Regions from separate parts of the Sus scrofa genome. Here region 1 is linked to region 2. The links are chromatin contacts, called in public HiChIP or PLAC-seq maps. All regions are on one chromosome and are shown on one strand. Each heading gives the region's core, a stretch centred on a gene start, on an enhancer-like site or on the middle of the called end of the contact. The rest is flanking DNA. Distances are from core to core; before and after follow the strand shown.

What was found. HiChIP or PLAC-seq counts read pairs in DNA pulled down with a chosen protein or histone mark.
Region 1: an H3K27ac HiChIP or PLAC-seq map of alveolar macrophages shows a contact between it and region 2. The contact joins two enhancer-like sites. A contact is called at or near these places in 3 of 47 Hi-C or Micro-C datasets (embryonic fibroblasts and skeletal muscle) and 1 of 2 datasets of contacts at active chromatin or transcription factors (alveolar macrophages).

What each region holds. Positions count from the first base shown.
Region 1 is chrX:34,916,983-34,922,368 of Sscrofa11.1, forward strand. No RefSeq gene overlaps it. Among named protein-coding and RNA genes, the nearest start is that of MID1IP1, 160 kb to the left of the region's middle. Within about 2 kb of position 1,674, at least 5 of the 83 cell types and tissues checked have an H3K27ac peak or open chromatin away from gene starts, as enhancers often do. A contact at or near this core is called in alveolar macrophages, where this site is marked.
Region 2 is chrX:34,731,568-34,736,451 of Sscrofa11.1, forward strand. All of the region lies in intron 2 of LOC106506942 (a long non-coding RNA gene), which reads right to left. Among named protein-coding and RNA genes, the nearest start is that of MID1IP1, 31 kb to the right of the region's middle. Within about 2 kb of position 2,889, at least 1 of the 83 cell types and tissues checked has an H3K27ac peak or open chromatin away from gene starts, as enhancers often do. A contact at or near this core is called in alveolar macrophages, where this site is marked.

The DNA of each region.
Region 1 (5,386 bases), core at 424-2,923, 180 kb after region 2:
CACAGCCACGTGTGGCCATGTTGCAGGAAACCCAAGCACATATCACCAGTAGGGTGGGACATGGCCAATGAAGAAGCTGTCGCACCTGCCCCTAAAGCAGAGGAGGGGTGCACTTCCTGTGGAGCAAGCTTGAAGATTTCACCAGCTTGCCATACGTAAAGACTTGTTATTCCTAGGTAGCAGGGCTATGGTGAGAAGAAGACCAGAAAGAGCATGTGAGTTCTGCTCTTCACTTCCTGCCTCTGTAGTAGGTGAGAACCGTTTAATCCTTCTAAATTTCTATTTCCTCATCTCTAAATTAGAGATAAGAACTCCTGCCTCAAGAGATGTGTTTGAGTATCTGGTGAGAAAATGTACATAAAAGGGTTTGGGAATCTGCTCAGCATTAGAAAAAGGTCGGCAATTTTTAGAGTGGAAAGCTGATAGGAAATAATGAGGGAGTGTTCCAGTCTTATCTCCACCACTAGTTCTGTGACCTTGGGCATGTTTCTTTATTTCTCTGGGGCTCAGGCTTCTCATCTGTAAAATAGGTCTGATGGTATTAGAACCTACTACCCAGGAAAGTCAGGAGGATTCAAATTAGTAGTAGGTGTTCAGTAAATGTTAATTACTAACTGTAAGGCAATTGTGCCTTGTATTATACTCTGCATTGTGCATTCAGTATTTCATTGAAATTGTTAAATAAGTCACCTTTGACTTTGGGGAAAAAAACCAGAAAATGAAATGTAACGGAAGGGTTCCTAGGCCTTTTTGCGAAGAGAGCTGAGACTGTGGGGAAAGAGTGATTCAGCATATTGCTGTGACCTCTCTGCTGCCGGAAGAGGAAACCGCCTTTTCCTAGACCTTCCCCCCTCCCCCACCTCCAAACGCTCTTGGCCCAGTCTGGATGATGGACCTACGAGGTTGTAGCTAAAATTTCTCACTAAGTGGTCAGTGAGATTGATTCCATGGAAATTTCATTATTTACAAAGCAACAACAACAAAAACATGAAGGGCAGAAGAGGCCAGGCAGGCAGGCAGGCAGGCGGCCAGGGTAGGTCAGGTCAGCCAAGCAGAGCCTTGGTTCTTACCTGCTCTGGTTCTCCCCTCCACCACCTCCATAGCCCTCTGGGGCGCAGCCCTGCGACTGCTGAGAAAATCCATCAGATACTGGAGTAGACAAGCGAAGGGCAGGGAGTTTTGCAATGCAGAGAAAGCAACAAACGTGATTTCAACTGCGGTCTGATGGCCAGCTTTCTCATGCGCGGTCTCCCAGAGCCTGACAGGTCTAACTGGCTGGTAACAGCGTTTTATCCCATCCTCTCTTCCATTTGTCTCTTCACCACTGCAGTGTCCCCTCTCCTGATATCCTCAGGGATAGAGTTCTGGGGGAAGCAAGCTGTTTTCCCTCCATTTCTCACTTCGCATTTCACTGGAGTAGAGTACTTCACTTGCCTTCCTTTGCCCCACCGAAGGAGGACTGTGCTGAGCACCCGAGCTCCTGGGCTTGGTTGCTCTGTGGCCCGAAGCTGACATCTTTTGTGCGTGTCATGCTTTATAGTAGAGTGGTTAAAAATCAGCTCCCATTCTGGTGACTAAATTTTATTGACTTTTCCAGGGCCTGTGGTGGGACTGACATGTCCCCCATTTAATTACTTCCTCCTTTTTGACAGCAGATTGAGTTAACCAGAGGACACGCACGTGACTCTGGGGCCGGGAAACTTGGAGTGGCCATAGCTAGGCAGCTGAGAGGGGGCCGGGGTGAGCACAGGCTGGGGATGTAACAACCTGCTGGCAGTTGTGAGCTGTGGTTTTATGGTTGCGCTGGGGGCAATAACCAAACAGTGGGGCTTTTGGACTAATTTGAAGAATGCTTTGCATAAATCCCAGCTGCTAGCCATATGTCCAACCCTTGTAGAGGGGAGGGTGTATTTCCCTGAGCTCTTGTTTCCTTCCCTGGAAGTCAGGACTAACCGAGCCTCTAAATGCCCAGCCCTGGTCTTTAGGGGAGGATGGTCAGCCACAAAAGCTTGAGCTGATTTAATCACAACCTGAATTTATATGATGCTTTACCAGATTTCCCCTTCCAATAACGTTGTGTCATTTTGTCCTAATAAAACCCCACCATGTAAGCCAGGTAGGAATCCTCCATTTACAGGTGAGAACACTGAGACGCAGAGCCTGGGAACAATGATGAAAGCAAACATGTTGGAACTTAACTAGGTGTCAGGCTCGCCTCTAATCCCTTGAGAGATATTAATTCACTTCATGCTTGTATCAGTCCTACAAGGCAGGTACCATTATTATCCTTCCTTCGTTGAGGAAGGAACGGAGCCCAGAGAGGCTACTTAACTTTTTCACAGTCACACAGCACGTAAGTAGTGGAACGAGATTTTAAACCCAGGCAGTGGGACTCGAGAGTCTGTGTTTATAATTGCTGTACATGCCACCAGGCAGCTTGGCAGTGACAGCTGGAATTCACATGCAGGTACTCACATTCCAAGTTCAGGTTTTCCCCTGTGCCACACCCCTCCTATGAAATTTGCTCCTTAAAGATCTTTACTTCCTGTAAGCATTAGGCACAGCCATTTAGATTTGGACTCTTTTCATCTGGTATCTCGAAGTCTTTCACTTAAATTTATTCGATTAGTCCCTCCCTGCCTACTCACCATGAAGTCAGAGGCATACCCAGTCCAAAGGAGCTGTAATGTGTTGCGAAATTACTCCCAAACCAAGGCTTTGGAAAAATACAGGCATCTAGGTGTCAGGAGTTATGGAGCTTGGCAGCCTAATGCACAGAACAGGTATTTTCTCACCTCCTTCCCTAGGAAGAATGGGTGTGGTTCTCACAGGACTGGCAGACCTTGTGAGCAAGTGCACTCCCAACTTTCACATGCCCAGAGAGTCAGGGTCACTCTCTCCCTTTGGGAAAAGGTCACTCCCGCCCTGACTCCCCTGACAATTATGGGTTTCTTAGCTAAGGTGCCTCTAACAGCCTGTGGTAAGTATGAACCAACCAGGTGGAAGGGAGAGAGCTGTTTTAATGTGATAGTATCCTCAGCTGCCCAGGCCAACTTGCTCACAAGTGGAAACCAGTGAAAGCTGTGTTCCGCATTCGCTGATGTCCCAAAGAAAACCCCTAGGTGTGTCTAGACTTTATTATTGCATAGCCAAAACCAAATGTAGACCAAACCCAAATTAGAATTTGAATAATGGCCAAAAAGTAGGAGTATGACTCCCCTTTTCAGTTCTGAATAGCAATTTTCTTTCCTCATTTACAAACTAACTCTGTAGCCAGGCATTGGGTAACATGAAACAAGTAACACAACTTTGGCTGAGAAACCACAAAAATTGACTAATAGAAAGAGAAGAACACAAAATGATTTGGGTTGTAATCATCATGAGTCAGATTTATTTAATTTGGGTGCATGGGTCTATTCCTCTAGGTTGGATTCCCCAAGAAGCCAATTCTGTGACAAGGATTTGGGTGCATGCAGTTTTTTGGGGAGGTGATTTCAGGAAGTATCACTAAGGAGTGGAGAAGTAAGACAGGAAAGAGAAGGAAATCAATTCAGAGTGTCAAAACAGGTTACCACTGTAGGCAGCAGTCCTGCGGGGGATCTAAGGAGATGCTATGGAACATGCCTGCAAGTCCCACCTGAGGGGCAGGGAAGCTGGGGTGTTTACCCACCATCTCCTGTTGGTTACCGGCTTAGGGCTGCCCTGAGGTGAGCTACCTCCTGAGCACTCTGGCCTCTGCCACCTATGGGCTGAGAGCATCTCATCTGCTTATAGTAAGAAGGCATCAGGCTACAAGGGACAATGGGTGCCAAGGGGACATGAGCAGGACCCTGACATCTTCTGCTGCTCTCTGCTTAAGTGCCGTGTCAGTTTATGAAGGAGGAGGGTCTGAGCGAAGACAATATATAGGAATTTGGATTCTTTTGATTGCAAGCGACAAAATCCCAGCTCAGCCTAGCTTAAGAACAACAACAAACTAGTATTATCTCCAGATGCACAAGGAGTGCTGTCAGGGCTCTGCCTTCTGTCCATCTCTTGCTTCCGCTCTCTTCTGTGTTGGCCTTATTGTCTGGCTGGCTGGGAAGAGATTGAAAAAGATGGCAAATCTCGGCTTACATGATCCTTATTCCTCCTGATCTCAGAGGAGAAGAGCGTTTTTTCTAACAGCGCTGGTTAAAATCTCAAAGAAGGCTTTGATTGGCCTGTCGTGGCTTACATGCTCATCCCAGTACCAGATGGTGTGACTAAGAAGATGAAGCAGTCTGGCTGACCAGACTCAGGTCATGTGTTGTACAGGGGAGGATAGTGTCATCCTGCCCAAGCAGCATGGGCCAGGCAGAATTTGGGGGACCTGTGGGAGGGATGGTATTAGAAGCCTGCTGATAGGTCAGTTTTTAAACAAATAAACAAAAATCAAAGGCCCTGATTTGTAGCTGATTTCCATGTTATAGATATTCCAGCCACAACTAATTTCAAGCTAGCACCATGATGCTGCTCAGCATAGCATTGGGAAGAGATGCATGCAGTCGGTCTTCATGAGCCACTATAAGCTGGCTCCAGCACACCTCTGAGTGATTCCTGAAGAGAGGGACCCTGGGCAGACAGTGTGGCCCCTGCAGCTATACGAGACAAGGTCGAGCTTGTGCAGCCTTGGTAGCCATGAGGACCCAGGTTAAGAACTGCCAGGACTGGAGTGCCCGTCATGGCTCAGTGGTTAACAAATCGGACTAGGAACCATGAGGTTGTGGGTTCGATCCCTGGCCTTGCCGAGTGGGTTAAGGATCCGGCATTACCGTGAGCTGTGGTGTAGGTCGTAGATGCGGCTCGGATCTGGCGTGGCTGTGGCTGTGGCGTAGGCCAGCGGCTACAGTTCCGATTGGACCCCTGGCCTGGGAACCTCCATATGCCGTGGGTGTGGCCCTAAAAAAAACAATCAAAAAAGAACTGACAGGACAGCTTGCTTCGTTTGGCATGTGTGAGGCTTAGGATGGACTAACATATCAAAATCAACATTCTTCCCCCACACTCTTCAGCTTGCAAGCGCTTCGAGGAAACATTTAACTGACAATTTGATGGTCTAAAAACACCATGTGTAAGCTCCAGGAGGCAGGGATCATTTCCTGGTTAGTTCGGCTCTATCCCCAGGGTTTAGAAGCGAGCTCAGGAAAACATATCGGCACTCAATATTTGTCAGTCTACAGAGTTAGAATGCAGCCCCCAACAGCACACACGTACACACCTAGTGAGCAGCCAGCCCCTTGCTTGTGATGTCCAGGGCGTGCAGACCTCACTATGTGTCACATGGCTGCCGCCACATCCCAACCCCAGAAGGGCCCACTGTTGGTGACTGATGCCCTCGGTCCACATGCCGAACTGCTTCCTGGTG
Region 2 (4,884 bases), core at 1,639-4,138:
TTGCTGTGGCTGTGGTTTAGGCTGGCAGCTGCAGCTCTGATTCAACTCCTAGTCTGGGAACTTCCATAGGCCACAGGTGCGACCCTAAAAAAGAAAAAAGAAAAAAAAAGAAAGGAAGTTAATCTATCACAATGATTAATGAGATCCTATTCCTTTCTTGAGATGGCTCTCAGTAGTACCATCAAAGGGCCATCAGCTTCCCAAATTCAGAACTTCATCCTTCTGTTTCCTTCCTCCTCTTTGCTTCCCATATACAATTTACTACAAAGCCCAGTTGTTTATTTTTTTTCCTCCACAACACCTCTAATATCTATTTGTTCATTCACTAAGTATGTATTAATTGACAGGAACAATGCTAGAAAGGGAGGTTCTGTGCTCAAGCTAGGCCTGGGATCTACCTATTTCATGGTCATTATCTGGGACCAACTTTGTGGTGGATTAAGGATGGCCACACGTTCCTTGACAGTTCTCCTATTGAAAGGTTTTCTATATCTAATGAGATTGTAAGCCTTTTTAAGGCTTTTGAGGCCATTTAGCCCGTGTATAGAACTTTATAGAACTTTGTGTTCTATACACGGACTAAATAGGTGACACGCCACAACTAACGTTTAACCCACCAGAAATATTCATGTGAATTAGAACTTGACAGAATCCCATCAGGGTTGATATGACCTTTGAGGTCTTCCAAAAAAGTCTGAAAAGATTTTATCTCTAGAATCAGAAACTTGGTACCGCACTGTCTTAATTTTGATAACATTCCTATGAGCTCTTTCCTATGATACAATAAAATTTGTGGGCTTTTCCCTTACAACAGAAAGAAGGAAATCGAATATTTCCAAGGATTTTCTAGTAGCTGCCAAGAGATCAGATCTGTATACTTTTTAAAGAGGCCCCGCAAATGGTTTAAATCTGCTGTAAGTTTCACTGGGAAGGGATAATTCATGTCCTTAAATTTAAGCATTGATATTCAGTTATCAACAAACCATTTGAACTCTAGCAGTGCTTGGCAGTCATTGTGGCTAGAACCTAACTAACTTAAACTGAAATTTAGTGTAGTTGGCAAAAAGCTATTAAGAGGAAGGTTGATGTGTCAAAGCATGGTAATTTTAAAACTACACAAATATGCTGTATAAATAAAAATAACAACCTTCAGTTGTTCTGAGAATTCTTATTTCTTCAGGAATTGCTTTGGGCCCTCACCCACCACCCAGTGGAGTAAAACAAAGCAAGTAAAAGGATGAGTGACATTCATTTGTTTTTCAAAGCCATAAGCAATGTTGGCCCTAGTTATTATGTGTGCTTTATTTTTACAGACATTTAATAAAAACAAACAATTCAACGAGTATGTATGGAGCACTTAACCATGTAAAAGCTCTGTGCAGCAATTGTTTTTTCCATAATCTACTGGGAAGGAGGGGGGTGAAATGTACGTAAATAACCAGAAAACACTGCATGATGTAAATTGCAAAAGTGAAACATAAAAATACAAGCACAATGCTGTGGAAAGACCATGGGGAAATGATTAATCTCACTTGGGGGAAGGTGTGGATGGGGACAGGAATCAGTAACGGAGTCCTAGAGAGATCGCTTTTCTTCTAGGGATTGAGAAAAAATAGCAACCAACATCAAGGGAAGAGGTGGAGGGGGAGGGACAGGAGGGAAGAGTAATTTCAGTTGAAGGTGCTGCATGGACAACGCCCCGTGCGGGTCATCTGGGGAATGGAGAGGGAAGGTTCCGCTGTGGCTGCTACACATAGTGCAAGGTGGGTGGGGGAGAAGCAAGTTTGGAAAGGTAGATTGTGATGAACTTTAGAAGACCTCCAATGGCATTTGGCTCTGGCAGGCAATGGAAAGCCACAGAGGTTTCTGAGCAGGGAGGGACATGACTACCAAATGTCATTTTTTTAAATTTGTCGTCAATAAAAGGATTTGAAAGAACCCAAATCTTCAATACAGAGACTGGTTGGAAAAAGAATATTTCATCCCCACAATAGGATATTAAGCCACCATAAAAAGGAATGAGGACAATTTCTATACATAATACATCCCCAGAATTTGTCATTACGGGATAAAGATACCAAGCACTGCATGTACCATGCTATCTTATATTTTAAAAAGAGAAAATATGACTAACCACATGTTTAGATACACATCTTTGCTGTATTTGCCAAAAAAAGAAATTACTGGAAAGACCAATGGGAAACTAATAGAAATATTTACCTATAGAGGAGGGAGGAAGCAGGGTGGAGGAGAGAGTAATTGAAGTGAAACATTCTAAAGCCAGCTTGTTATATTATTTTGACTTTGGAAATAGAGATATATTTTAGATAATTAAAAACAATTTAAAAAGGAAACATAGCTCAGAGAACTATATTCAATATCCTGAGATAAACCGTAATGGAAAAGAATATAAAAAAGAATGCATATGTATGTATAACTGAATCACTTTGCTATAGAGCAGAAACTGACACAACATTGTAAGCCAACCATACTATAATAAAATACATAAAAATAATAATTAAAAAAGGAAACAAATTGGTGGCGAATACAGCAGAGAGACTGGAAGCAAGGATGCTGCTTCAGAGGTTATGCAAGAATTCAGTCAAGATACGTTAAGGGTGGTGGGAAATGGAGAAGAGGCAGAGACAGTGGTGGTGGCCAGGTCATTGTCCCTGAATGCTGCTTTCCCGTGTCTATTGGAAGTGTCTGTCTGACTGAGGGCAATTCATGCAATTTTATTTTATTTTATTTTTATTTTTTTGGCTGTGCCTGTAGCATGTGGAAGTTCCCAGGCCAGAGACTGAACACAGGCCACAGCTGGAACCAGAGCCACAGCAGTGACAATACCAGACCCTTGACCTACTGAGCCACCCGGAAACTCCAATACATGCAATTGTAGAGTTTACCCTGTGGCACAATAGACAGCGATAGGAGATCCACCACAGTTGAGTGAAGGAAGTAGTCTGGCAAGTGAAACTTGTCTTTTACGAAATACTGATTAATTCTTGATGGCTCAGCCCACATCAGCCAGGAGGGTGTGGGTAAAATGGCTGTGGTGACAAAAATACCTTTGGCGCTAGGTCCCCTGGACTTCACCGGGCTCCTAAAACCTCAATGTCCTCAACTTCTCCTAGAATGATTCCGAGTCACTCAGTTAGGTTGCAATGAAAGTTGTCCCCTCACCTGAGCTGCTCAACTTTTCCTACTGCCATCACTGGGGCTGCCCCTGGTTAGGCAGGAGCCTTGCTTCGTCCACCCAGAGCACTCATCAGCACTCACCCTGCATATGCCCGAGTCACTGCCCACCTGATACCACTGCTCTCAGGGCTGCTCAGTTGACCTCACTGAGGTGGCCTTGCTCTGAGTTCTCCAGCCTCTCGCAGTGCAGAAGTTTCCTGAGGCTGGGGAAGGAGTCCATCCACCAGAACTGGGGCTTACAGCAACCGACTGATCTTGACTGCCTAGAGAGGCAAAGGGCCTGCCACACTCTGAGGGATTGAGGAAACCACTGCCTCTTTTACCTGAGGAATTTTAACCCTAGGACCCATACATTAGTTAATTTCAACTGTGATCATTTCAACAAAGGCCACTTTGAAGAACTGTCCAGCAAGCACATTTGCCTTTAACTGGGTGGTGGGTGATACTTTTGTACATTGTACCATGATTCTTTATCCCTTACATATAAGTTACAATGATTCCTTTGTATCTATTCAACATTTAACAATGTTTACAAAAATATTCTATTGACACCTCAAGAGAGTTTTGGAGTTTTCTACATCTGGGTTCAAGTCCCAGCTCCAACACTTAGCAGCTGTGTGACTTTGAGCAAGTTACTTAACCTCTCTAAGCCTTGATGGCTTTCTCTGGGAAACGGGAATATCATAGTGCCTCACAGGGGGTTGCAAGGATTAAATGAGAAAAAACATGTAAAGTACTTAGCCAAGTAGTACTCGGTGCATAGTAAACGCTTATTAATATTCACTGTAACTTAAAATATAATGAATATGATGCTTATAATAAAATGTGAAGTGGAAGAAGTCTAAAAGACTCTAATTGCCACCTACAAATTAGATGTCTATACACACACACACATATATATCATATAATGTCACATAAAAATAATATTTGGATGTTATGCATAGAAACAATGCTGGACTAAAATGAGACAAAATGTTATCAGTGGTATCTTTGAGGAAGCATGATTACAGTGATTTTCTTTGCTTGTTCATACTTCTCTATATTTTCCAATTCTCTACCGTCGAAGGCAGTTGCTTTAGTAATTGGAAAAAGAACAATAAATGTTATCGTCAAAGGATAAAAGAAGGTGAGATGAGGGGGGCATCCTAGATTTGGGGAGCCAGAAGCAAGATGACCCTGGAGAGCTAAGGGGAAGGCAGGTCACGAAGCGCCTTGTAAGCTACCCTGGGGCTTAGAGACTATCTTTGAATGGCAGCGGGAAGCCAGCCAAAGACTTTCACCATGGGAGGGGCAGGGCCGCGTCTGGATTTCTAAAAGCTCACTCTAGATTCAGGGTTTCCAGCGGAAGATGGTGAAGGCAAGGTATATTTGCTTCACTCCTTTGCGCCAAGCCCATGAATTTGAATGAAGGAAAACAAAAGAAAATTCCATCCACACTGAAACTAAGAAACGGCTACTATGCCCCACATAAAGAATAGCTGTTAAGCCAAGTGAAACTTGGGCAAAGTTATGGGCTGATGCAGCAGGAGGGCTAACAAATAACTTTCTAGATCTCATGCAGGGTGTAAATATCTCTGCACAAAAGTGAGAGGGTTTCGAGGCATCTACAGGCAATGGGTGTGTTTTGAACTGGGTTGTGGGGGTGAGTGGGCCATGGTGGAATAGAAACCGTCACTGCGTAGACTT